Linked DNA regions of Mus musculus: regions 1, 3, 4 and 5 are each linked to region 2. Evidence: chromatin contacts called from public Hi-C, HiCAR-type and promoter capture Hi-C data. All regions are on one chromosome and are shown on one strand. Each heading gives the region's core, a stretch centred on a gene start, on an enhancer-like site or on the middle of the called end of the contact. The rest is flanking DNA. Distances are from core to core; before and after follow the strand shown.

Region 1 (4,809 bases), core at 125-2,624, 1.0 Mb before region 2:
CCGCTGTCTTGTAAACACAACTTTTCATAAACGTAGTGAGTGGACCCAGGTATCAAAACAAGCATGTTGTCTCACTGAAAACAGCCTCGGAATGTGGTCTCTCTGAGGGATAAACACGTGTTCTCTAATCATGCTTCTATGGCATCCAGGGCTAAGAACCACGAACGTCTCCTAGGGTTTTCCTGTGCATGCATATCACATGTGCGCTGGCTTTAACCCCAGAGGCAATTAGTTACAATAGCAACATCATATGCCATTTATAAACATCACTGATCATTATGAAATTCCAAGGCTGTGTTTACCTTTTTTTTCCAAAAAAAGCCATTAAATATTCCACAGCCCCTCATTAGGATTTTCCTCAGGAACTGAAGGTAGGAGCTAGGCTGCTCTGTGTAAATCAGCTGATGTTTGTTGTCAGAACACCTGGTGAATCGGAATGAATTAGGGGAGGGATATGAGGGACACATCTGAATTTGGACAGATGATTTTCTTGACTTTTGCTTGAGACAGGCCATCAGGCACTTGAACTCCTGGGGTTCAACTACCCACCTAGCCTATCAGGTTTGAGTAGCTGGGGTTGAAATTTCTCTTCATCTTTTCACGAATTTTGAAGAGCTGGCAACTTAACACCTCTTTGTGAGTACTGATGTAAATCTTAGCTTTCTCTCAGCAAGCCACAATTTCAGAATAATATCCCTTTTGGGTACAATTTGCAAGAAAAAGAAACAGCAAGATGCTATGCTACCACCAGGTGGCACAGCTTTAATAACCAAGAAGAAATGCCAGAGCACCCAAGATCCGCTGTCAGGTGCGGAGAAACGCACCGCGGTTAGGGTGGCCATCACTCTTCCGTTGGCTTTGTGGTCAGCGGGGAGCCCGGTTGATCTGTCCGTCTATCAGGCTCTGTTGCTGAACCTAACCTCGACGGCAGCTGGGCCTGGGCACTCCGAGAGGTGTAGCTGGAGAGGGTTCGAATTTCAGGAGGCTCCCACTGGCTGCGCTCACTCTGGACCGCCGGAGGCTGAGGCCCGGGTCCGCGAACCACGGTTCACTAGTTCTGGTCTCGTGGCGGAGGTGCCAGGACTCGAGCTGCGGAGCCTTGATCCCTGTTCCGCCTTTGCTATGTCTGAAGGCGTCCTGCTTTGCGCGTGTCGGGGCCAAATCCAGATTTTCATTTCGCTCCAGGCTTGGACGGCTAAGTAGGTCCAAACCGCACAAACAGGAAGGAGGGAAGGCAAGGAGTGCGGGCAGAGGGCGGGTCGTTCCCAGCAGCACCCCAGTCCCTCCCCGCTCCGGTCTCCGACCCACTGGGGCCGGGGCGGGGCGTGCGCGTCAGCTGGGGCTAGAAAAGGCGGCGGTCCGGCCCGGCGAGGTGACAGCCCAACTTGGACGCCAGGTCCGGCCGACGCCGCCATGAGCGCCGCGCTTTTCAGCCTGGACAGCCCGGTGCGCGGCACACCCTGGCCCACAGAACCCGCGGCCTTCTACGAGCCAGGCAGGGTGGACAAGCCCGGCCGAGGGCCCGAGCCAGGGGATCTGGGGGAGCTGGGCTCCACGACTCCTGCCATGTACGACGACGAGAGCGCCATCGACTTCAGCGCCTACATTGACTCCATGGCCGCCGTGCCCACCCTAGAGCTGTGCCACGACGAACTCTTCGCCGACCTCTTCAACAGCAACCACAAAGCGGCCGGCGCGGGCGGCCTGGAGCTGCTGCAGGGCGGCCCTACGCGACCCCCGGGTGTGGGGTCTGTCGCTAGGGGGCCGCTCAAGCGCGAACCCGACTGGGGCGACGGCGACGCGCCGGGCTCCCTGCTGCCGGCGCAAGTGGCGGTGTGCGCGCAGACAGTGGTGAGCTTGGCGGCCGCGGCTCAGCCCACTCCACCCACTTCGCCGGAGCCTCCTCGAGGCAGCCCGGGGCCGAGCCTCGCGCCCGGCACAGTCCGAGAAAAGGGCGCGGGCAAGAGGGGTCCGGACCGCGGCAGCCCGGAGTACCGGCAGCGGCGCGAGCGCAACAACATCGCTGTGCGCAAGAGCCGCGACAAGGCCAAGCGCCGCAACCAGGAGATGCAGCAGAAGCTGGTGGAGTTGTCGGCCGAGAACGAGAAGCTGCATCAGCGCGTGGAGCAGCTCACCCGGGACCTGGCTGGCCTCCGGCAGTTCTTCAAAAAACTGCCCAGCCCGCCTTTCCTGCCGCCCACCGGCGCCGACTGCCGGTAACGCGCGGCGTGGGCCTTTGAGACTCTGAACGACCTATACCTCAGACCCCGACAGCGGGGAGCAGACGCCGCCCGAATCGCTAGTTTCTTTGGGACCTGCGAGCGACAGGAAGCTGCAGCTTGGGCACTGGACTGCGAGAGAAGCTATATTAATCTTTCCCCTTAAATTATTTTTTATAATGGTAGCATTTTCTACGTCTTATTACCATTGCAGCTAAGGTACATTTGTAGAAAAGACATTTCCGACAGACTTTTGTAGATAAGAGGAAGAGACTGCGCATGCTTTTTATATTCATTTTTACAGTATTTGTAAGAATAAAGAAGCATTTAAATCGCTGCAGCTTCCTATGTTCATTCTCTCCCGCACACAACATACTGAGACTTCACCAGGGAAAAGCAAGCACCTGGGAGCCACCCGACCAGGTGCGTTGCCCACACGGGGTAAGGAGATGGACGCGTTTCCTCGCGGTCTCTATTGCCCGCGGAAGGAACACGGGAAAGCATGACTAATTCATGTGTGTGATCCCAGAGTAGGCTGACCTGGGGCGGAGAACAGTTGGCCTAACTTTTAGGTGGTTGCCGAAGGGTGAGGGGGTGGAAGAGAGCTGGGAGTCTGAAACTTGATTCCTCGTTGCCTCTACTTTCCTCAATCTAGGGACAACGTGTAGATTTAAAAATGTGTACCAGTACAAATTAATATCCTAGTATATAAAAAGGGCAGCCCCAAAAGCCAGTAATTGTAATGTTTGCGGGCTTAACCCCCCCCCCCCCCAAAGCTATGTGCCTTTCTACTAAGATACTGGTTGTTCCAACCCCTTCCCTGATCTGCACGGCCTGTTGTACAGAAAACACAAACCCTCCAGGGTCTAAATACATAGCTTTGTTTGTAATTCAAATCCCTGCCCAAAGTGCAGGCTTGTGGACTGCTGTGAGTCTGTGATCTTTGCCCTCTGCAGTTCTTCAGGGTCTCTGACAGGTGGGCAGTGGAGTAAGGTACAGAAATTTCTCTTTTATACAGCTCTCCTCACACCCAACATTGTATGGGTGACAGTGCCACCTCTGGCAGCTCCCAGAACACTAAAACCACAAAGTGTTTAGGTTGGACATTTATTTATTGTAACAGAACAGTAATATTTCAATATGAGATACTGGCTGAAGCTTTACAGAACAATCTAGCAGAGAATATTAGATACTGCAAAGAAAAAACATATATAATATTGATAAATTGTAACTACTTTAAAGCTACAACAAAGCACATTTCCTAAGCCCAAGTAGCTGCAAAATGAAGACACAGAAGACATGAGAAACACTCAAAGAAACATGTTATCAAACTTGTAGGAAGGTAAAGTTTAAAAAAATGTGTATTAGAGGTATCTTGATTTTTAATTTAAAACTATCCTATTAATCTCTTTACCAGAAAAAAGAAAGAAAAGAAACCCACTAAATTTAAAAACAGAAACACTGAGTTAACACACAGCCCCTTGCCAAGCGCACAGATGTCAGGGAGGAGGCTGAGCAGCAGTGGCTCCCTCTGTACTCAGCAGCTCAATCTCTTCCAGGGTGACGACACAGCTGCTCTGCTGTGTAGTGATGGACTGGACAAAGCAGAGTAAAGGTCCCATCTCCTTCCCAAGGACGCTCTCCACTTCATAACTCTGCAGTGATAGAAGCATTCTGGTTAAAGCAAACAGCCCTGGGTTCCTGGACATTTTGTTCCCAACAACGATGCCACAGCCAGGACAAAGGTCCTTCCTTTCATAAGCTGCAGCCTTCCTTCCAACGGAAAAGGCTTTGGGGTGGGAGTTGGGGTATGTGGATTATAAAAATCCCCTTTATCAGAGCAAAATAAACTACTTTATTATGATAATTGAGTCTGGCAGTTTTTAGTGGCTGCCTGGATAAACTGGCCTAGGACAGGATTTGGAAGACAATATGCAGAGGAAGTACTGCTCTTCCATGGGGGCTGGGCTTTTGGCTTGCATATGTCTCCCACTTCCTTTGGGGACACTTCCCCAATCTAGCAACACTTGTGGCCAAAGGATTTCCTGGTGCTTGCCCCAGACTTCCCTCTTCAATTAGATTCCATTTCTTCTTGAGTTACATTGGGGTAAACATTTCTGTTTGTGCTCTAGTAATGTGACTGGAGGTTTTATCCACATAGTTAATCTTGGGAGATTTTCACCTCCAGACACAGACACAGGTACTGGGCAGCAGCATCTGTCCCTGGTGTGGCTGTGCCCTGGCTAGGCTTTTATGGATCTAACTGCAGAGTATTTTCAGTGAGTGTAGGGCTAAAAATAAAAATGCAAATTTGAGGAGACTGCAGAAGTGATGGCCAGCCTAGAGAGGACTGCAATGGGCACTATAGCCTGTCCTCTGGACGGGGCAGCTGACAAGGAACTCAGGTCAGCTACGGCCAAGGAGCTGGACAGCTGGAGAGGGCAGAGAATGTAGCTAGCACAGCTTTGGGTTCCTAGGGTATCTACCCGTGACCAGAGTTTGATCCCAGGTCTGGGCTAGACGTACCGACTATGTTCTCAAATTTAGGTCTGGGACATAGTGCAGTGGAAGGGACATAGAGATGTCTTAA
Region 2 (4,576 bases), core at 754-3,253:
CTAGGCATCACCTTTTCTGCTCTGGAAGCTGATGAGATCAGAGCTGCAGGGCGACCTGTATTGTGGGAGGCATGCAAGATCTCACAGGCTAGCTCTCCAGTGGTTTGTCCCCCAGGCACTGCAGGTCCCGTTTCTCTTACCTTGAGATTGTGGTGCATACTAACATGAGGAAGTCTGTTTCGTCAAGTACAACATCCTCCCAGCACTGTAGAAGGCACCGTGGACCTCTTCTATACATTCTAGCCCTATGGGAAAAATTAATATCCAAGAGAGAGCCAAAATTCCATTAATCACCTTTCCTCACTGTGATAAAACACCTGAGCAAAATTTAAAGGAAGAAAGATGGATTTGGGCTCAGTTTGAGTCATCTCTGGTAGCTAAGAAGAGGAGAGAGGAAAGACTGGCAAAATAGACCTTTCCAGGGACTAGAGCTATACACTCTTGCAGGGCACACATACTCATGACCTTCCTCCATCCTAGTTTTCGTTGTCTCCTAATAATGTCATTATTATGAATGATGAATCCAATAGACTGATCTGCTGATGTTAGCGTCCTGATGATCCATTCACCTCCCAAAAGCTCAAGTTTTCAAGAGACTTCCAGATTTCAAATCATAACAGCTCCCTTTAAGCAGAAGTATTACCAAGTTGTACCCCCATTGTAAAGAGCCTGGAAATTCTAGAACAAAGGGTTTGAGGTCCTTTCCTGAGATTTTTAAAGCCTAAGTAATACAGCCAGTCTCTGAGTGATAGAGGCTAGTGTGGTAGGGAGTGTTTGCACTCACTCTCATAGTGCTCAGAACAGGTTTCTGGGAAAGGATTTTGGGAACTGGGAGAGGACACAGATGAGAGACCTGGAACTGAGCACTCTGAGACCTCCTGGCTCTACCCCACAGCTTGGCATGTCTTGATGAAGAGGTTTGAGCTAAGCTGGTTGGTATAGCTAATATTGGGAATTTAACAAGAGTAAAGGCTTTGGCATAGTAGACTACAAACAAGACAATCATGGTGACAGCAACCTCAGGAAAGGGTACATTACAGATATGTCCTTGGCCTAGAGCCTAACAGGGCCAGGTTCCTAGTGCCTGCTTTTGCTGTCTTCTCTGTATCACCCTCTACCTCATCAGGTTATAAATGACCTCAAACCTTAATCAGGTTGAATGAACCAGGACTCTACTTGCGTAGCAGACAGACATTCTCCCCACCATGCCAGTACACACACCCATCTATTGGTTCCCCAGGCTCATGGGTTCCCTGAAACCTAATCAGGTGACAAGTTCCTAAGACAATGGGGTCTGATGGCATGTGCTTGTCAGCACAGTTCTGAGACATAAACAAAACAAACAATTGGGTTTTTTTGTTTGTTTTGTTTTTGTTTTTCGAGACAGGGTTTCTCTGTGTATCCTTGGCTGTCCTGGAACTCACTTTGTAGACCAGACTGGCCTCGAACTCAGAAATCTGTCTGCCTCTGCCTCCCAAATGCTGGGATTAAAGGCTTGCGTCACCATGCCGGAACAATTGTTTTAAAAGCCAGGTGACAACCTGGAGCCAACCTTGTCTTTAAGACTGCCTTTGCTACCCAGTGCACTAAGAAAAGTGTCTCATTTCCTGCTTTATAGCCCCAGAGCTCAAGCTGCTCAACGAATTCTCAGTGGCCATGCAGTCCTGCTGAGCACAAAGGGCCTGGAACCCTTAACCACAAAGCCCCTGGGGCCTGTGGTTAAGTGGGCAGGACCACAATGAAACTTGAAGGGGTACTCTCCACACTGTACACAGGCAGTGTACACGTTCATTGGTATAAAATGAATATAATGTTATACATGAAAATATTTTCTAAAGTCTCTGATGGGTGGCCAGTCCTGAGCAGTATGAAGCCGCATCACTGCCCTGAGACTGATCACCACACACGTTGTGAAGCAATGACTGAGCATTGTGAAGCAAGGACTGCTTTCTGCCCAGTCAAGGCTGGAGAAGTGTAGCAACGCACTGGCTATTGGGGCTCTTGTCGTCCCTGAAACAAGAGAGCAGAGGGACCAGCAGGAGGCAGCAGAGGTGCGCCCGAGGCCCGACTGCGCTTGCGCAGAGCCTGCGGCGCCTAGGACGGGAAGTAGGCGGGGCTGCCCAGAGCAGCTCGTGGGGAGCACTGCGGCAGGCTGGCAGGTGAGGCCCGCGGGGTGCAAGGGATGAAGAGCGAGGGTGAGGGTGGAAGACTCGGACTAGGGTGGGGGTCATGTGGGGGCCTGAGATGCACGAAAGTGAAATGAGACTGAGGACGAAATGGAGAGGTGAGAAAGCACTAAGGCCAAGACCGGTTTCGGGTGCCTGAGCCCATGGGACTTTGGGGGATAGCTGTGAGCAAAAAATCTGAGCAAGCCGCCGCCGGGCCCTGGTGGCAAGGCGTCGGAAACTAAAGGCACGGAACTGGGAATCCATTGACACCCTCCCCCAGGGCTGTGTCTGAACCGAGGTCCAGGAGGAGGCTGAGAGCTGTGAGGCAAAACAGTACCAAGGAGTGACAATCCTGTTTTCAAGGATCATTCCCTCTTATCTTCCAAAACATGAGGGCTAGGCCCACGGCCCTACCCTCAGCCCTACTAGTGACGACCCGGACTGGGACCACATTTTCAACCTGAATGCCCAGCCCAGTGGCGTCCCTAAGTGTATTTAAAGCTAGTGTTTTACTTACCACCTGGTTTCAAGACGCAGGCTGAAGCCATTGGGCTAGATTGCAGTAGAGCCTCAGTCCTGAGAGCCTTGGGCTTCACCGTTACAGTTGTGTGGTCTCAGGCCAGCCCCCTAAGCTCTCCGTATAATGAGGAGAAAAGGGATTGTAAGGATTTCTGCAGACTAACATCTAGTGAGGCCCAGTGGAAGGCAGTGGTCTGCCCTACCAAGGCCGCCTATTTCTAGGCCCCTTGATTAACAGATGTGTTCACAATGTGCCCTGGGACAGCCCTGTGAACTGTTCCCACCTAAGGAACTGAACGAGAGCTGCCTCTACCTCATGGTCTCAGTGTTCATATTCCTCCCATCGTCAAATTTTACTTTTACTCAGCGGCAAACTGGGATGGAAGTGGCCAAGTCACTGGGCACCAGATTCCTCAACTGAGTCCTGCTTTGGTGACAACTAATATTTGTGACCTTAGAGTAACACTTTCCTCCTACCACCTGGTTTTTTTTTCAACTGCAGTATGACCTGATGGCATGTTTTCCCACACAGTTCTGAGACATAAACAAAACAATTGTTCTAATAACTGTTAACCTCCCACAACAGATTAATTTGCAGAATTCCTCTGTGATGTTGCCTGAAGCCAGTCTTTTCTGGAAGACTGTCTTTGCTACCCAGTGTACTAAGGGAGAGTTTTCATTTCCTGTGTGATCCCCCCAGACCTCAGGCTGCTTACCTCACTCTAGTGGCCATGCAGGCCTGCTGAGCACAAACAGCCAGGACACTGACCACATGGAGCTTAGGATCCCTTTCAAAAGAAAAATGGCAGCACAATAATATGGCTGCACAGAACAGCCCATGAAAGATAGTGGGGGGGGGGGGTGTAGACATGGCTGGGGTGGAGTCCATCTATGTTCAGCGTGCATATGTTCTGTAGGTTGAATTTCCAGCACCAATAGAAAGAAACATAGTCTTAAAGTGTGTTTTGGCATTTTTGTTTTGTTTTGAGACAGGGTCTCATGGAGCCCAGGCTGGCCTCCAACTCATAATATAGCTAAGATTGAACTTGAACTTGTAATCTATCTCCATTTGGCTCTATCTTCCAAGCACTGGAATTGTAGGTGTTCACCACCATGTCCAGTTTTATCGAGGAACCTAGGGCCTGTGCCTTCAAGGCAAGTATCACCAGTTGAGCTACCCGTCCAAACCCTACTCCACACCCTTTGGTTTTTGTTTGTTTGGGGGGAGGGTATTTTAGTTTTTGCTTGGTTTGGTTTTGATTTGGTTTTTTTTTTTTTGTTTTTGTTTTTGTTTTTTTTGAGACAAGGTTTTACTCAGTAGCCCAGACTAGCACCAAACTGATGTCAAGGCTCCGTCGGTTTCCCAAGTGGTTGGTAATGGTTTCCCAAGTGGTAGGATTATAGGCATGAACCACCATGCCAGACTAAAGTGATAGTTTTGTTGTTTTTTTTTTTTAAAGATTTATTTATTTATTATATGTAAGTACACTGTAGCTGTCTTCAGACACTCCAGAAGAGGGGGTCAGATCTTGTTACGGATGGTTGTGAGCCACCATGTGGTTGCTGGGATTTGAACTCTGGACCTTCGGAAGAGCAGTCGGGTGCTCTAACCCACTGAGCCATCTCACCAGCCCAAGTGATAGTTTTTAATGTATATTTTGCTATAATCTTTATAATAAGCATTTATAAATATAAATAAAATCTTTTCCATGTATGTAGTAAGATATTGGTTAAGATCTAGAAGGATTTATACCAGACTATTCCTAGCAGCCAGTTACAAATAGAGAAATAAGAGTTCTGGGGGGAGAGGGGGTTGGGGTAAAGCTCTCTTGATAGACTGCTTGCCTAGCATGCATGATCAATTCCAGCACCACATACACCAGAAGTGG
Region 3 (4,549 bases), core at 1,889-4,388, 1.0 Mb before region 2:
GTCTGCTGTACTAGACATGAGTGATTCACTAAAGGCCACATGGACAGCCAGGGTCCAGCAATCTAGGCGGACCTGCTGCATCAAGATGCCTGCAGCATTGTACAGACTCGCGGGGCTGAACAGTATCTAACTCACAGCCTGAAGCAATACCAATCTAGTTCCTCCAGGAAAGCTATGACAAACCTCAATGGTCACAAACTTGACATGACAGGCCATCACATGCCTCCAGCTGGATCAGTCTGACCACACCTATTACTTTTTCCGTTCCATACTTGGTCATTGTGCATATGGATGCTAAGATACACAGAAGTCAGTGATCTCTATGCCTCACTTGGTAGCCTATGAGCTACAGGTCCAGCCCCACCTGTGCTCCACAACACCCAGTATTCCTAAGCTTCCTTTTTTCACAATGTCCCTCGGGACTTTCTAGTCTCCAGAGCTAACAAGTCTGTGGTTCCTGTCCTCACCAGGTAGTTCTCATTTCATCCTGTAGTCCATCTCCAATCCTTCTCCTCAGCCTTCTCAACCTAAAGGTGGCACCTGGGAGAGAGAGCAGCAACATGGGAAGGCTATGGAAGAGGGACAGCTAGAAAAGCCCTGGGAACTCACACACCCTGGGAACTCATGCACCCTGGGAACTCATGCACCCTGGGAACTCACACACCCTGATACTGGACCCATACTGCCAATACCTGCAGAGGTACCTCAGGCCACAAATGAGGTATGAAAGAAAACTCAGTTTACAAGTAGATGTGTATGACCACAAAATGTCATTCTTAATGGTGTTGTCAAGGAGGCTAGGGAGAGGCATCTGTTCCCTACGCCATACTTGCAATCAGCCAAGGGACAGTGTTGAAGAGGCTGAGGTCATGTTCCCAATAGCATACCATGATCCCTCATGTTTGTCCCTGACCTACATCCTCTGCCTGGGTAGGGATCTTTAAAGTGTGCAAGTGTGGGGGTGTTGGATGATCCGGGGGCACCGGTACAATTGCATATTCTAAAAGTACTGTGTCTTTGATAGACTAAGCAAGAAAACATGTCCTTGTTCTGAGTTGCATGGCTGGGATGGCCTACAGTGCCCTGGTATTGTAGCTCAAAGCTGCCCTGGCCTTGTGGGACAATGGCAACTTCCAGCGGCAGAGTGCACATCAACACCAAACCCACAGATTAGACAATCAAATGCCTGTGACAGGAGAAGATGGGCAGCAAGAGAACCAGGGTGAGGGGTGGGGGCAGGGAGGCAGGTGCTTGGGAGGAGGGCCATGGAGCAGACCTGGAGAGGCTGCAGGCCTGAGGGAAAGGTTACCCTTGTTTCTCTTCCACAAAGAGAAAGGGTGATAGAGGCCAGAGACACACATTGATCAGAAAGTGGGTGGGTCAGCGTGTATGTGTGAGTCCCCAGGCCTGACAGTCTGCCTTCACTGGGCCAGACTGCTCACTTTACCCCACCTGGATTCCTTCCATGTGGTTCTTGCACTTACAGGCAGGAAATGAGCACTGGACTTGCATCCACTTGTCTGGGAGGACAAGCTGTATTTCAGAGGGTCCGACAGGCAGAGAGAACAGATGTAACAGATAGGATGGGCAGGCTGGAGGACCTGAGATCCCTGTTACACTCTGCTCACCACCATCTGCTTACACCTGGTCCCACTCATGACCAGGCCATTCACACCTGAGAACTGGGTGAATCTTTCTGTCAGACCTCTACTTTTTGTCCCAAAGGAATCAGATGGCTTCAGTCCTGCAACCCAAAAAAATCCCCAGATGAGAGGTGTTCGGGCCTGGCCTGAGATGAACAGGAGCTAGACGTGGCCCTCGGAGGGGGAGGCGTTGTCTGCTCTGCTCTCTGAACACTTCCTTGAGGCTGTGTGGTAGATGGAGACCAAAGCCATGTTTATTCCTCTACCTGTGCAATGGAGGCATGATGAAGAGGTGAGAGGGAGTCAGAAAGACCAAGTCTAGCTTGCTTGGACCAGTCTTTGGTCCAGCAGTACAATCCGAAAGGTGGAGCCAACTAAAGTCCCTGAAAGGTGGATGGGTCTGCAGACCTTGGGAGGAGGCCTATAGACAGGTTGAGCAATTCTAAGACAAGCCGGCACGAGGTTCTCTACTCCTTCCCCACCTCGGCCACCCTCTAGGCAGAAGTACCCAGCCCATCTCTAACCTCGGGTCTCTGATGTGGATGTAGACAGAGATATGGGCACCGAGTCCTGGGGATCGCTTGCCAGCCGCTGCCCAGCACACATGGACTTCAGCATCTGGAAGACGGCGAGGGGAGCCACATTCAGATTCAGCAAGTCCACCAGGATCCTGGGGAAACAAATGCAGTGCTTAGCGAATACTGAAAGCCACAGGGCGGACATGCTCTAGGAGTCGCGCCAGCTGGGTCACCGTCTTGAAACCCCTTAAAGAGACACGGATATCTTAGAGTAGCAGATGCAGGAATGAGGAGTCCTAAAGCCGGCATTATCTGTAGGGAGTATGAGCTCAAAGTCCCGACCCCCGCTTTCTCACTTGAACACATCGGGGTCGATGGCGGCGCCAGCAGCCTGAGCTAGCTCGTACAGCTCCATCTCCTCGGCCCCCAGCACTTTCTTCCGCCGAAGCGCCAGCTTCTGCAGCGTTGCTGTCTCCAATCCTGTGGAAACCGCGAGTGCAGCACCACCAGCAGCAGCCGCCGCCGCCGCCATTCGTATAGCCTGAAAAGGGATCTGTGTTGGACAGAGTCTCTGCAAGTCAACAGCTCCAGCACCGAGGCGAGAGTTCCAAGAGGCCTTTACACAGTCGGTTACTTGACTTGTTCGGAACGTCTACTGTGCACAGGGCAGTGTGCTAGGCATGGGGTGGGGTGGTGGGAAGCTGATCACTGCCTGACGATCAGACTTGGACTGCTGGCTTAGGTAGCAGACCCCAGAATAGTACCTGGCATATACCGGGTACTTAGCAAATGCCTGTTGGATGACGAGTATTCACGATCTCGTGTAATTACCAGTTCTGTTGACGGTCCCTAAACAGCTTTGCTTTTAAACGGATACGCACTCCTGTCCCCCGACCCCGAAATACATAAACTTGGGGAGTAAAGAGCAACTGAGGACGTCACTGCGCACGCGCCTTGTGGCCAACTGCTTCTGCACTTGATTGGCTTTTGCTTTTGCAGGCGCTTTTCCCGGGAGGTTGAGCCGCTTTTCCCAGTAGGCAGGGGTGTGGCCTGACGCGCAGCTTGATGACGCTATTTCCGGGTTGTGTGTCTGGATAGCGGCGTCTATTTCTGAAGATAGGTAGGATGGTCATTTTGAACTCAACACGTTAGCTTGGCCGGTGTGTTGAGAACTGCAAATGTTTGGCCGGTTACCATGATTGTCACTGCCATCGGGAAAGAGTGGACCGGGGGAGCCGTCCAGAAGTGCCTACACAGTGAAAGGGGACCAGGAGGGGCATCTAAAATTTGTGCGGGGGCACTCTTGGAGATATTTTGTCTCCTGATGCTTTGTCCATTTTACATTACTAGTCTTTTGCATATGTGTGTGTATCCGTATGTGTATGTTTGTTGATTGGTGTTTTTATTTTTTCAATTTGTTTTATTCTGGCTTGATTTTTTTTAAATGTGCCTATTTGCTAGAAAAGAGAGGAGGGAGAGAGAGAGAGAGAGAACTTGAGAAGGTAGGGAAGTGGCAAAGTTCAGGGAGGAGGTAAGGGAGGGAAATCATGATCAGATTATAGAGTATGAAAAAATATTTTCAATATAAAAATATATTGGGTGAATAGTCTTCATTCTTAGGGGAAAACGTATTCATTACCGGGAAGGGGAGAATTTAGAGCATCTAGTCAGTTCTCAGCCTTCCTTCTTTCTTCCTTATACTGAACACAGCTTCCCTGGTTCTGCACTTCCGGTCTTCATATTTGGTGAACCTTTGGCCAGTCACCAAGGTCCAGATCTAAGGACTAAACACCATTTCCATGTTGAATGGTGCGTCTGTCACAGTGAGGACCATGGTGACAGTAAGCTGCTGGTGACTGTGAAGAGCCAGTGTGGGCTGTGGGGAATGAGTCTGGCTCCAGGAGCAGACATTACAGGATGTATGTGCATCTAATCTGGCACCTGCTTCCCAGGGTGGAACATCAGGTGCTTGTTTGCAGGATTCCAGAATATCTCAGGTTTTCGCAGAACTGTGGCCATGATGTAAATGTAGGGCCTCCCTGCCTCATTAGTTTATTGTAGGATTGATGGCTCCAGGAACCAGCTCCTATTGGTCAGAATGCCCAAGAGTACAAACTGGAGGCAAATCGAAGTGAGGCACAGCATCATCTCCCTAGCCAGACAACTGTTACCTGCATGCCATCAGCTCTGCCTGTTTGTAGGAGTATATCACCTCAGGTCCATGGATGGCCAGTGTCCATTCATAGAAGGAAGGTCAAGGTAGGGTCATTGGACCCTCACATAAGTCACTCCGCCATTTTCATATAATTCTGACATAATCATACATGGCCTCAACTTTAGGAAAGTCCAGAGGACTAAATTGCACAGACTTAGAGACCTTAATAAAGG
Region 4 (5,020 bases), core at 2,423-4,922, 2.0 Mb after region 2:
CTTGCATTCATATGAACATACTCCCAACACACAATTACATATTACAAAAAAAAAGAAAAAAAAAAAACCGCTCAGCATAGAACATGGCAGCAGCTGCTTTCCTCCGGCAGAAGGAGCCTGCTTGCCTGCTTGGAGAGAACTATACTGTTTCTGCCCCAGGCAAATTATCCTTTTGGTGAGCTGGGGGTACAGTAGAAAAATGAAACAAACACCAACTAGAGACAAGAGCTTGTTTAGTCCTAGAACACTAGAAAAACACTGGTGCTTCCCAACTTGTACGGTTTTATAAACTGTGCACTTTTGATAGGATGAGGGCTACAGAGCTAGGGTCTATGTCAAGGGTCAGAGCCAAGGCTCATGGAAATAAATAACACGAACCCTGGAGCAAAGCTGATCTAAACTCCCTGAGAATCTCCCCCCAAAATCCCCAAAAGCACAATCAAAATGAAAAGGATTCAGGTCAGGGCCAAGTCAAACCTACTCACTTGTTCCTACCACAGACATGAACTTCAGTTAGAACTACTTGAGGAACTCCTTTGCATTAAAGATGTCTCCCAGAGGAGAACTCTTACCTTGATTTATCCAAGAACCTCACAGGGGTAATAAAATCTTCAATAGGAATCAGTTCTTGGGAGGCTTTTTCCAGTTTTCGGATCCTCTTTTTCAAGCGATCCTTTGCTGCTTGATCCTTTCTGGGGTCTACCTTCTTCTTCTTCCGCAGAGGTTCTGCTCTAGTGGGTACAAGCACTCAACCTCAGGACGGATAGGATGCTAAATAAAGTATCTCATACTTGTGCTATATGCTAACAAGAAAGCTGTCCGCAGCCCTAACTCCACGAGCTTAGTCCACTGTCTTCCCGAGGACGGTATGGGTCCTATCAATTCCAGGAAGGACAGGGATCTACTAAGAGGAACTGTTGATTCTTTCTTTTTGTTGGTGGGGTGGGGTGGGTGGTTCTGAGACAGGGTTTCTCTGTAGCCCTGGCTGTCCTGAACTCACTCTGTAGACCAGGCTGGCCTTGTCAAACTGTCTCTGCCTCCCAAGTGTTGATATTAAAGGGGTGTGCAACCACTGCCCAACTTTTTTTTTTTTTTTAACTTTTATTCTTACACAGTCCTAGCTTGCCTTTAACTGGCTATGTTGTCAAGGATGTCCTTGAACTCTGATCCTACTGTCTCTACCTCCAGACTTCCAGCCTAGTTATTTTCTACTACTCCCAGTATTCTGGTGCTGGGGATTAACTTAAGGCTTTGTGCATGCTAGGCAAGGATCCAATAAACCAAGCTACATTCTTAGCTTGGAAGTGCCAGTCTGTGATTCAGGTGTATCTTAAAGCTGCCCTGAGAAGTGAACGTGCTGAACTAAGGGAGTAAAAGCTCATTCACATTTGAAATGAATTTGTGATTTACAAAATGCTTCAAGACTAAAAGAGACAGGACAGTAAAAATGACTGCCAGATTTTTTTTTTTTTAAATCAGTTTCTGGGGTGTTGAGAGGGCTCCGTGGTTAAGAACACTTGCTGCTCTTGCCGAGGATCTAGGTTTTGTTCCCAGCACTCACATGGCAGCTTACAACCATCATTGATTCTGGTTCCAAGGGATCTGGGACCCTCTTCTGGCCTTTGTGGGCACCATGCATGTAGACATAACACATTACAAAATTAGCCATGTCCTAAAGCTTTGGCAAGTATCTGATTTACTTTTAGGAACACACTTCCCAGGCTAAATGTGGCATTAGGAATAATCAAATTTGAAGCTGGAGAGATGACTTAGGAGTTACAAGGAGTGCTTGCAGATCTTAAACACTGGAGTTTGGTTCCCAGAACCCACATCAGGGGCTCACAACTGTTTGTAACTAGGAGAGCTATAACCCCTGACTGGCTTTGGGCACCCCAAACACATGTGTATACATATGTCAGGAACATAAACATTAAAAAAAAAAAACCCTTAAAGCAAACCTTTTAGCAATAAACTAAATAAAGCCCCAAGAAAGCATCCAAAGTTCCTAGAGTAACTATTATTAGTCTTTGAACCTTTCTCCCACTCAGTGAATCAGAATGAGCAGGGAAGAGCAAGGCCTATGGAAATACAGAAGTTAAGATATGCCCTTTGAAACACATAAGACTCCTTAAATCTAGCTGCTACTTATTTAAACTACTCAAGTAGCAATACATATATGCTATGCTATCATAGTACAGAGCTCCTTCAAAGGACAGAGGCATCCACTTAAATTTAACTATTAGTTCCACAGACTGAAATCTGCTTGCTAACCCAAGGTTGGGCACTCTTGCTTTGTTTTGGTCATATGCATACACGTGTTTCTCATACCCCAAGAGCTAAGGGTTATGCTGGATTTTACCTCATGGGGATGAGATCCCAGAAGGCCAGTAAGGAAGCTCTCTGGTGGGTGTGTCTGACGTGTGCCTGGCAGGTTCCAGGGATCCTGAAGGAGAGAAGGGTATGTATAAAGATCTGGGGAAAGAGAAGGCACATACACATAACTATAGGTCTTCCTAAAACCCGGAGGATGTTTGTAAGTATCTATTTTGTATTTTTTTCAGACAAAAGTCTCCCTAATTCGGGCTATCTTGCAACTTGAGACAATTTTCTTGCCTCAGCTGCTCCACCATGTCTAGTTCATTTGTATTAGGCCAGCAAGGTCAAAGTGAGGAATTTACAGAACTCTGTTTCTCACTGGGGCAGAGCCTTTACTTGCTCTGGCAGGATCTTCTTCTTCTTCTCCTTCTTCTTCCGTCTCTCTGTTTCTTTCTGTCTCTCTCTCTCTCCCCTTCTCTGTCCCCTCTCTTTCTCTGCCTCTACTCTCTTCTCAATTCCCCTTCCCATACCCACAAATAAACTCTATTCTATACTAGACCTGTCTAGTATATGACTGGTACCTCGAGGAAGGAAGGAGGGATGCTTCAGTGTGGACCACTGAGTAAAGTACCCCCTCCCACTGTACTATACGTCCCTTCTATAAAACATATCCTTGGATTTTTAAAAACACATTGCTCTTCTTCCTTTTTTTTTTTTTTTTTTTTTTTTTGGGTTTTTTTGAGACAGAGTTTCTCTGTAAAGCCCTGGCTGTCCTGGAACTCCCTTTGTAGACTGGGCTGACCTCGAACTCAGAAATCCGCCTGCCTTTGCCTCCCAAGTGCTGGGTTTAAAGGCGTGCTCCACCACGCCCGGCGTCTTTTTCTTCTTTTTAAAAATGGGGTGTAATATAGCCAGGTTTGTATGCAGCTGTTACGACCTTGACTTTCTGACCTAGCCTCCACCTCCATAGTGCTGGGGTTGCAGGAGTAGGCCACCACTTAAGCACGACTTAGGCTTCACACTTGTTAGGCAAATAGCCTGTTAAGTGAGTACACTTCCAGTTCGGATTTTCATCCGCAACAGATGCGGTAGGCTCATGCCCAGAAATAATCTGCGAGCACTAGCGAGCAGCTACGGGGCAAAGCCCGCGCACGCGCCCTGGGTATTCTGCCACCCGCGGCTACACTCACCAGCTCCGAGGCCGCAGAGCCCGCGCAGCACACAGCATCACCCCGGTAGCCATAGTTTTTCACGCCACCCGCTGGCGGGCAGCTTCCGGGAGCACGCCCCTGGGCGGTCCGACCTGAGGTACCCGGTCGGGTCTGGCAGGCCTCGGCCCGGAACTCGCGGGTCTGGGATTCCGAGAGGCGGGCCCGCAGCTGGCCCCGCCCCCGACGCAGCCCCGCCCCGGGCAAGCAACGGTGGCTTCGCCGCGCCCTTTTGCGGGCGTCCCGCCTTCTGTGGATGCTGCGGTGTTTTCCTGCTCTCTGCTCCGCCTGGCCTATGTGTTTACATCTATGAAAACGCCCCGCTCTTCTAATAAATGCGCCCGTCTGGCCCCCTATCCTTCACCAGCCTAGTTCTTTTATGCATGCAATCGAGCTCAGGGCCCGCTGCCGTCTGCCGCTAGATGCATGCTGGCGCCCGCCCGGCTGGCGCTCGCGAGATGCCCAATAGCGCGAATTGATGGATGGCGGAAGCTAGTTACTAAGCTGGACTCGGAGCCGCGGAGGTAGAACTAGAGATCTGCACACCACCCTGGTTCTGCATCGCCGGGCGGGATCTCAAGGCTTTGCCAGCCTGCTCACACCGACCCTCATCGGCGACCACATCAGTGGCAGCGGAGTATCCCCGTCCTCCCCCCCCTGTCTACCGAAGAACCGAGGCGGCCCGGTCCGCGTAGGGAGCGGTTTCCCGCCGGGGCGATTTGGCAGGTGCGCGCCGTGACTTCCGGCGTTGCCCGGGAGCCGCCGGAGGAGGAGCGGCGCAGGGGATGCGGCTGTGGCGGCGGCGGCGGCGGCCGAGCGCAGGAGGCGGCTGTGGCGGCGGCTGGGGGCACGGGCCGGCGATGGCGCGGCGGCGCTGAGGGCAAGGGTGGGCGGCGGCCGGAGGGCGGGCGGCGCGGGAGGAAGCTGCGGCAGCTCCATGGCCCAGGCGTGCTGAGGGACACGGCTCTGGCTTCAGCCCGGCAGCGGCCGAACAATGAAGCTCTTGAAGCCAACCTGGGTCAACCACAATGGTGAGTGCACGCAGGAGTCGTGGGCGGCCGAACCTGCATCGGGGTGGGGTCTGGGATTGGCTTGCGGCGGTGCTCAAGTCCTGCCCACCTTGTCCAGACGCTGGTGCCGGGTGCTGGAGCTGCAGAACGGGCAGGAGCAGACTTTGTCCCCGGCTCTGGGACACCGGCGAGCCCGGGCACGTGCTTCGGGCTGGTTGCAGCGAAGTCCGCCTTTGCCTCAGGCAATGGCGCTGTGTCCTGCGCCGCCCACCCTTAATCTGGGATGCCTGGCTCTGGTGAGCCGGCTTGGGTACCGACCTGGTGCTGCCATCCGGCTTCACCATCCAGTATGTGCTCAGATGGTTGTGAGTATGAAACTGGGGCGACATCCCCCTTGTGGCCTTTCAGCGGCTCGGTGAATCTGCATGAGATACTTACTGGCTGTATTGCCCTTTCTGAGGCCTGGAGTTTGTGACAGTGCCCCCA
Region 5 (4,856 bases), core at 1,154-3,653, 1.7 Mb after region 2:
CACCAGCTAAGGAACAGAGTATGAGGCACTGGGGACCAGCCGTGCAGGCAGTAACCAGGCCTCAGCCCTCTTCCTGAGCCACAAGGCCAGGCTTGGGCAGGCAGCCCAGTCCAGCTGCCCCTGCTCTGGGCCCCAAGAGGGGGTCAGGAGCTCAGCACCACCCCTGTGGCCTAAATATAACCCGAGCAGGCGGCTGGCCGGGAATAGAGACCTCTGTCAGCCATGAGCAGGTGTGGTGGGAGGATAGTCATTGTGATTGGCAGCAGGGTGGGTGGGCGGGCAGGCAGCCAGTCACAGGTCATGTGAGTGTCCGGTGGCAAGACTGAGGGTGGAGCCTTGTGTCCTCACAGGACTGCCTGGTGCCCGTCTCGCCTGCTCACCCATGCCCCATGTCTAGGCTGCTGACAGGTTCTCAGGAAGGATGGACACCCAGCACACCAATCTGGCCTGACCTGGCCACTGTGGCTGGCCACATTCTGGTCTCATGGGGACAGACCTGGCCAACCAGTCAAGTGCCACCACTGAGCATATTTGAAGTCCTATCTCTGGTACTTCCCATTGTTCCTCTGTCCTTGACTCTGGAGCTTTCTGACCCCTGTACCCTCAAGACCCCTGCTACCCAGTGATTTTATCCTTATTCTCTTCCATGGCAACCCCCCACAGCCCCTGGATCTCCTAGACACCTTGAGTCCCTTGGCCACCTCCACTGCTTGGCCAGTGTAAGTGGACTTGTGTTACAGCCTCCAGCCTGGAGGTAAGGTCTTCTGAGCTCTGGGTCACTGGAGTAGGAGCAGGGCTCTAAAGCAGTGCATGCAGCTCGGCCCACCCATGTCCACTCTCAGACAGCATCCTGGACTCTGGGTCTTGTCAGGGCTTGCCTCCCAAGTCCAGCACATGCCCATCCATGTCTTCAGCTCCACGTCTCCCCAGCACGGGCCTTCTCTCCTCTTGTCTGTAGCTCAGACCATCAAATACACTGAAAATCACCCCTCGGATCTGGAAAAAAAAACAGAACCTTCCTGATTTCTAAGTGTGCCAAGACCCTGGCTCAGTGATGACAGCCACAGGGGCAGAGACGGAGGCAGCCTGAAGCACAGCAGGGTCTAGAGGTCTCAACTGCCTCTTCAGGAGCAGATGCAGATGGCAAGAGCAGGCTGAGGCAAGAGTCACTCAGTGTGCCCTAGACTGCTCTGAAGGGTTTCTTTATTTAGTAACGGGTGTTTGTCCAGTCTCTATAATGTACCTAGCCCTATACTCACCACGTGACTGAATGCCAAAATTGAGCCTTAGGAAGGAGCCACAGGGACTGTGGTCTGAGAAGAATCTTGAAGAGTTGGTCCTGTTTGTCTAGCTTCAGCAACCTTCTGACATCTCTTGAACAGCCCTGTGATGAGCAGATCCCTCCTAAGAGATGAACTGGGGAGCGATAGCCCAGCCGTGCCTGCTTTCCAGGGAGCTATCCTGAAGAAGAGTGAGCAGGGGGCTTGGCACAGCTAGACAGGGACTGACAGGTAGTCAGTCCCTCTCACTAGGCTCCTGGGACCCCAAAAGGAGGAACCCCAGCTCCTGGCCCTGCCCATACAGGCCTGGGTAGGGGCTGTGGTATGAGCTTGTTTGTTCTTCGGCCCGTCTTTCCAGTTTGGAGTCTGGGTGTACAAGTGGGGCCAGGGGCCTAGACACAAGGGAAGGGGCTCTGACAGGGTGTGGATGGGGAAGGGCGGGGCCAGGTGCTGCGCTTGCCTGCTACCCTCACCTACCACTCTGAGCTATCTGTTTCCCAGTGGTGCCCTGGATGCAGGGTCTCTGGAAGGGCCCCGGGTCTGGGAACCCTCTGACCTTAGGAGTCCTAATTAATTCAGTCTCCTCTGCTTGGTGTCTGTGGAGTTCTTGGCCTCTGTGTTCCTCTGAAGGGGACCAAGAGGGTCCCACTTTCTCCTCCTGGACCCCCAAGTCCTATACTCTGTGTTTTCTTCCCACCCCAACTACAACTTCCTAAGTACCTCTCTTACTTCCAACAGCATCCTGCCCTTTACTAAATATATGTGGAGAAACCAAGGCCCAAAGAATGAAAGATGTGGAGGAAGGAGGTGTCAGGGGCAGCTCTGGCTGCTGGAGACACTCTGGCTATGAGACACCTGGGGCTCTGGAGGAGTAAGCTCCTGTGGGCATTTTCCTGGCTCCAGATTGTCAGAGGTATGACTGCAGACACCACCACGAAGTTCTGGCCTGTGAAAAATTCAAGGCCCTGTGTAATTGGCTGGACCAGAGACTATGAACAGCATCTGTCCCCAGGGAAGGGAACAGGGCAGCAGAGGCTGATGTGAGTGCTGCTCCCACCTTCCTGCCAGTGACCCTTCCACCAATTTCAGAACTGGGAACCCCGAGGCCCAGAGGCCCTGCACAGTATGCAACCTCACAGCAAGGCAATGATGGTGGCAGGCCTGTCCTGTCTAAGGAACACAGAGGTGAGGGAATCCCCTTGACATAGGATGACAGTGTAGCCATGGTCAAGCTTGGCAGGTTGTGAAAATGGTAAAAGGAGGGCAGTAGAGCTGGCAAGTGATAGCCCCAGGTCAGTGGTGATTTCTGCCAGGCTTGTGAGGAAGTTTTCAGACTGACCAGGAGCCCCACAGGCAGGTACCAATGCTAGGATTCTCTCCAGGGTGTGCTCTGCTCTACCTCAGCCATCCAGAGCCCTGTCCTGTCTGCAGGTAATGGGTCAGAGCAGAGAGTTAAGGTGAGAATACAGCTAGATTGGCTTGTGGTCCCAGAAAGACTGCCCTTTCTTTCTGGGCCTTAGTTTCTCCATCTATAAGATAGTGAAAATTGCCCAAGAAGAGCTGTGACAGGCTCATGACTTAAGGGTAAGATTGTGAGCAAGCTCTGCCGATCAAGAAAACCAGATCTGCCGGGCGTGGTGGCATACGTCTTTAATCCCAGCACTCGGGAGGCAGAGTCAGGTGGATTTCTGAGTTCAAGGCCAGCCTGGTCTACAAAGTGAATTCCAGGACAGCCGAGTTCCAGGACAGCCAGGGCTACACAGAGAAACCCTGTCTAAAAAAAAAAAAAAAAGAAAAGAAAAGAAAACTAGATCTGAGGACTGTGGTCTGGGATAGCTGAACCTGCTAGTACAGTCCACCCTAAAAGAACCCCCAGAGTAGCCTTCCTCTCTTGGTGTGCCCTTGCATTCATGGCTGGACCAGTCCTGGAACATACTTTAAGATTAGGTCCTTTCTGGCCATGGTGGCGCACGCTTTTTAATCCCAGAGTTCCAGAGGCAGAAGCAGGAGGAGATCTGTGAGTTCCAGGTCAGCCTGGCCTACATAGTGAGACCCTTTCTCAAACAAACAAACAAACAAACAAACAAACAAACAAACAAACAAACAAAGTTAGACTCTTAGGTTTTGACTGCCCCAGCACAACTCCAGCTGCCTTGCCATGCACTGCCCTCCTCCAGTATGTTATGTTCTAACCTTTCAAGGCTGACTGGAGGGAAGGTGAACTGGGGTCAGGGGAGGGAGGGGACAGAAGTTTGGAGCCAAGACAAAGCTTCATGGCCCTCTCTTACCCAGGCCATGACAGGAAGAATCCTGCCCCGTGTTTCTGTCACTATGGATCAGGAAGCAGCACACAGATCACCACTTTCATGTCTGTAACCCCAATAGACATCACCAGTGGATCTCAGATCTCTTTCTTTACTGGATGGAAAGGCTCGGCTTAAGTTCCTCGGCTCAAAACCAGACCCTGGACATGGACGTGCTCACCCAGATGGTGCCTAGGTAGGGCAGCTGCTTGTTTATTTGGTCCTGGTCTGGAATGGATTCAAGACTTCTGATGGTCTTACCTGAGCGTGGAGACCTGGGAGAGGGACCGTCAGGTTGCAAGCCCCACAGGTCTCCTTCCCCTGTGCTCAAGGAGTGTCTTGCAGGGAGTGTCCGTAACTCCCTGCTGTCAGAAACTACCACCCAGGGAACAGAGCAGCAGGTGGGGGTCTGCTCTTCTGTGCTGGCCCTGCCCCCATGAGGCTGAATGGGCGCCTTGGTGCAGCTCCGGGGGCCCCAGAAACATTTGCTTTAAGTCTTAAAATATCAGGTTCCCGAATGGCGGGACTTCCCTGGGGGCTGGCAGCAGGCAGGAGGGATTTTGAGAGTAAGATTCCCTCTGGCTCCGCCCCATTGGCTCCGCCCCATTGGCCTCCACTGAAGCCAGGCAAATGTTGTGGGTAAGCCAACAGGGCTCCGACTGGGCTCCCATTCTCCTGCTGGAGGGAGCCTCCTACTCACTCGTCCATCTCAGCTTCTCGGATGCCCCTCTGTCCTCTTCACAATGTGTGCCCTGGTGGAGGCCGGGCCCTGACAGCTTCCGTACCAAGCTTCATAGCCAAAGCTTGATTCTACAGGACCCAATAACATCTTCAGCTAAAGACGATTTAGATGAAGTGCTGTGTACCCTAAGCCTGTGTGCAGCCTTCTTTCAGACCAGAGAAACTAGGAAGAAATGACACCAGGTTAATATGGAGCTTAGTACTCCCAGTGGCTTTCAAGCAATAGGTATAATTGCACAGGGTCTTGAAGGGTGAGTAGGAGTTTCCAGATGGCTCAGGTGGGGAGGCTCATTGGCTCAAAGATCTGGGTGGTACAAGCTGGTACCTGGTTCTTGGACTAGAAGGGAGACTCTGTGGGTACAGACAGGGACAGAGGGATGTTCGATCCACTTCTTAGAACATATAGGAGCTTGGCACGGGTGCCACCTGAGGATGCAATTGAGAGCTATTAGAGATTCAGGTATTAAAAGCAGGGAGACCTTCTGCACACAATCTGGGGGGCGGGTAAGAGAGTCTCCCCAACAGCTTGTTC

Evidence for each region. Promoter capture Hi-C pulls out the DNA fragments that hold promoters and counts their contacts. A called contact is a pair of places that touch in the nucleus more often than the background predicts. HiCAR-type assays count read pairs that join an accessible place to other places.
Region 1: a promoter capture Hi-C map of stem cell-derived epiblast-like cells shows a contact between it and region 2, with 6 times the contacts expected there. The contact joins the promoter of Cebpd here to the promoter of Ppm1f in region 2. A contact is called at or near these places in 8 of 39 promoter capture datasets (3T3-L1-derived adipocytes, embryonic stem cells, hematopoietic stem and progenitor cells and 4 more), 4 of 115 datasets of contacts at active chromatin or transcription factors (embryonic forebrain, embryonic hindbrain, embryonic midbrain and 1 more) and 2 of 9 other capture datasets (embryonic stem cells and liver).
Region 3: a Hi-C map of B cells shows a contact between it and region 2, with 6 read pairs. The contact joins the promoter of Mzt2 here to the promoter of Ppm1f in region 2. A contact is called at or near these places in 6 of 39 promoter capture datasets (3T3-L1-derived adipocytes, the C10 cell line, cranial neural crest and 3 more), 1 of 484 Hi-C or Micro-C datasets (B cells) and 4 of 115 datasets of contacts at active chromatin or transcription factors (astrocytes, embryonic forebrain, large pre-B cells and 1 more).
Region 4: a contact with region 2 is called in a HiCAR-type map of astrocytes, with 5 times the contacts expected there. The contact joins the promoter of Mrpl40 here to the promoter of Ppm1f in region 2. A contact is called at or near these places in 1 of 39 promoter capture datasets (liver), 1 of 115 datasets of contacts at active chromatin or transcription factors (astrocytes) and 2 of 9 other capture datasets (adipose tissue and liver).
Region 5: a promoter capture Hi-C map of liver shows a contact between it and region 2, with 4 times the contacts expected there. The contact joins the promoter of 4930588K23Rik here to the promoter of Ppm1f in region 2. A contact is called at or near these places in 1 of 39 promoter capture datasets (liver) and 1 of 115 datasets of contacts at active chromatin or transcription factors (astrocytes).

What each region holds. Positions count from the first base shown.
Region 1 is chr16:15,885,912-15,890,720 of GRCm38.p6, forward strand. It overlaps Cebpd (CCAAT/enhancer binding protein (C/EBP), delta), which reads left to right and starts at 1,375. Exons shown (of 1, transcript NM_007679.4): 1 at 1,375-3,634. The coding sequence starts at 1,414. The coding sequence ends at 2,220. Spidr (scaffolding protein involved in DNA repair) reads right to left here. Exons shown (of 20, transcript NM_146068.4): 20 at 3,313-3,874. The coding sequence ends at 3,719.
Region 2 is chr16:16,894,466-16,899,041 of GRCm38.p6, forward strand. Ppm1f (protein phosphatase 1F (PP2C domain containing)) reads left to right here and starts at 2,004. Exons shown (of 8, transcript NM_176833.4): 1 at 2,004-2,159.
Region 3 is chr16:15,860,231-15,864,779 of GRCm38.p6, forward strand. Mzt2 (mitotic spindle organizing protein 2) reads right to left here and starts at 3,139. Exons shown (of 3, transcript NM_029354.3): 1 at 2,518-3,139; 2 at 2,168-2,313. The coding sequence starts at 2,693. Gm41425 (a long non-coding RNA gene) reads left to right here and starts at 3,207. Exons shown (of 3, transcript XR_875934.2): 1 at 3,207-3,281.
Region 4 is chr16:18,872,965-18,877,984 of GRCm38.p6, forward strand. Mrpl40 (mitochondrial ribosomal protein L40) reads right to left here and starts at 3,673. Exons shown (of 4, transcript NM_010922.2): 1 at 3,507-3,673; 2 at 2,360-2,443; 3 at 573-731. The coding sequence starts at 3,559. Hira (histone cell cycle regulator) reads left to right here and starts at 3,786. Exons shown (of 25, transcript NM_010435.2): 1 at 3,786-4,555. The coding sequence starts at 4,519.
Region 5 is chr16:18,604,259-18,609,114 of GRCm38.p6, forward strand. 4930588K23Rik (a long non-coding RNA gene) reads left to right here and starts at 2,404. Exons shown (of 2, transcript XR_384719.3): 1 at 2,404-2,465; 2 at 3,573-4,856. RefSeq lists enhancers at 1-371, 1-2,365, 165-371.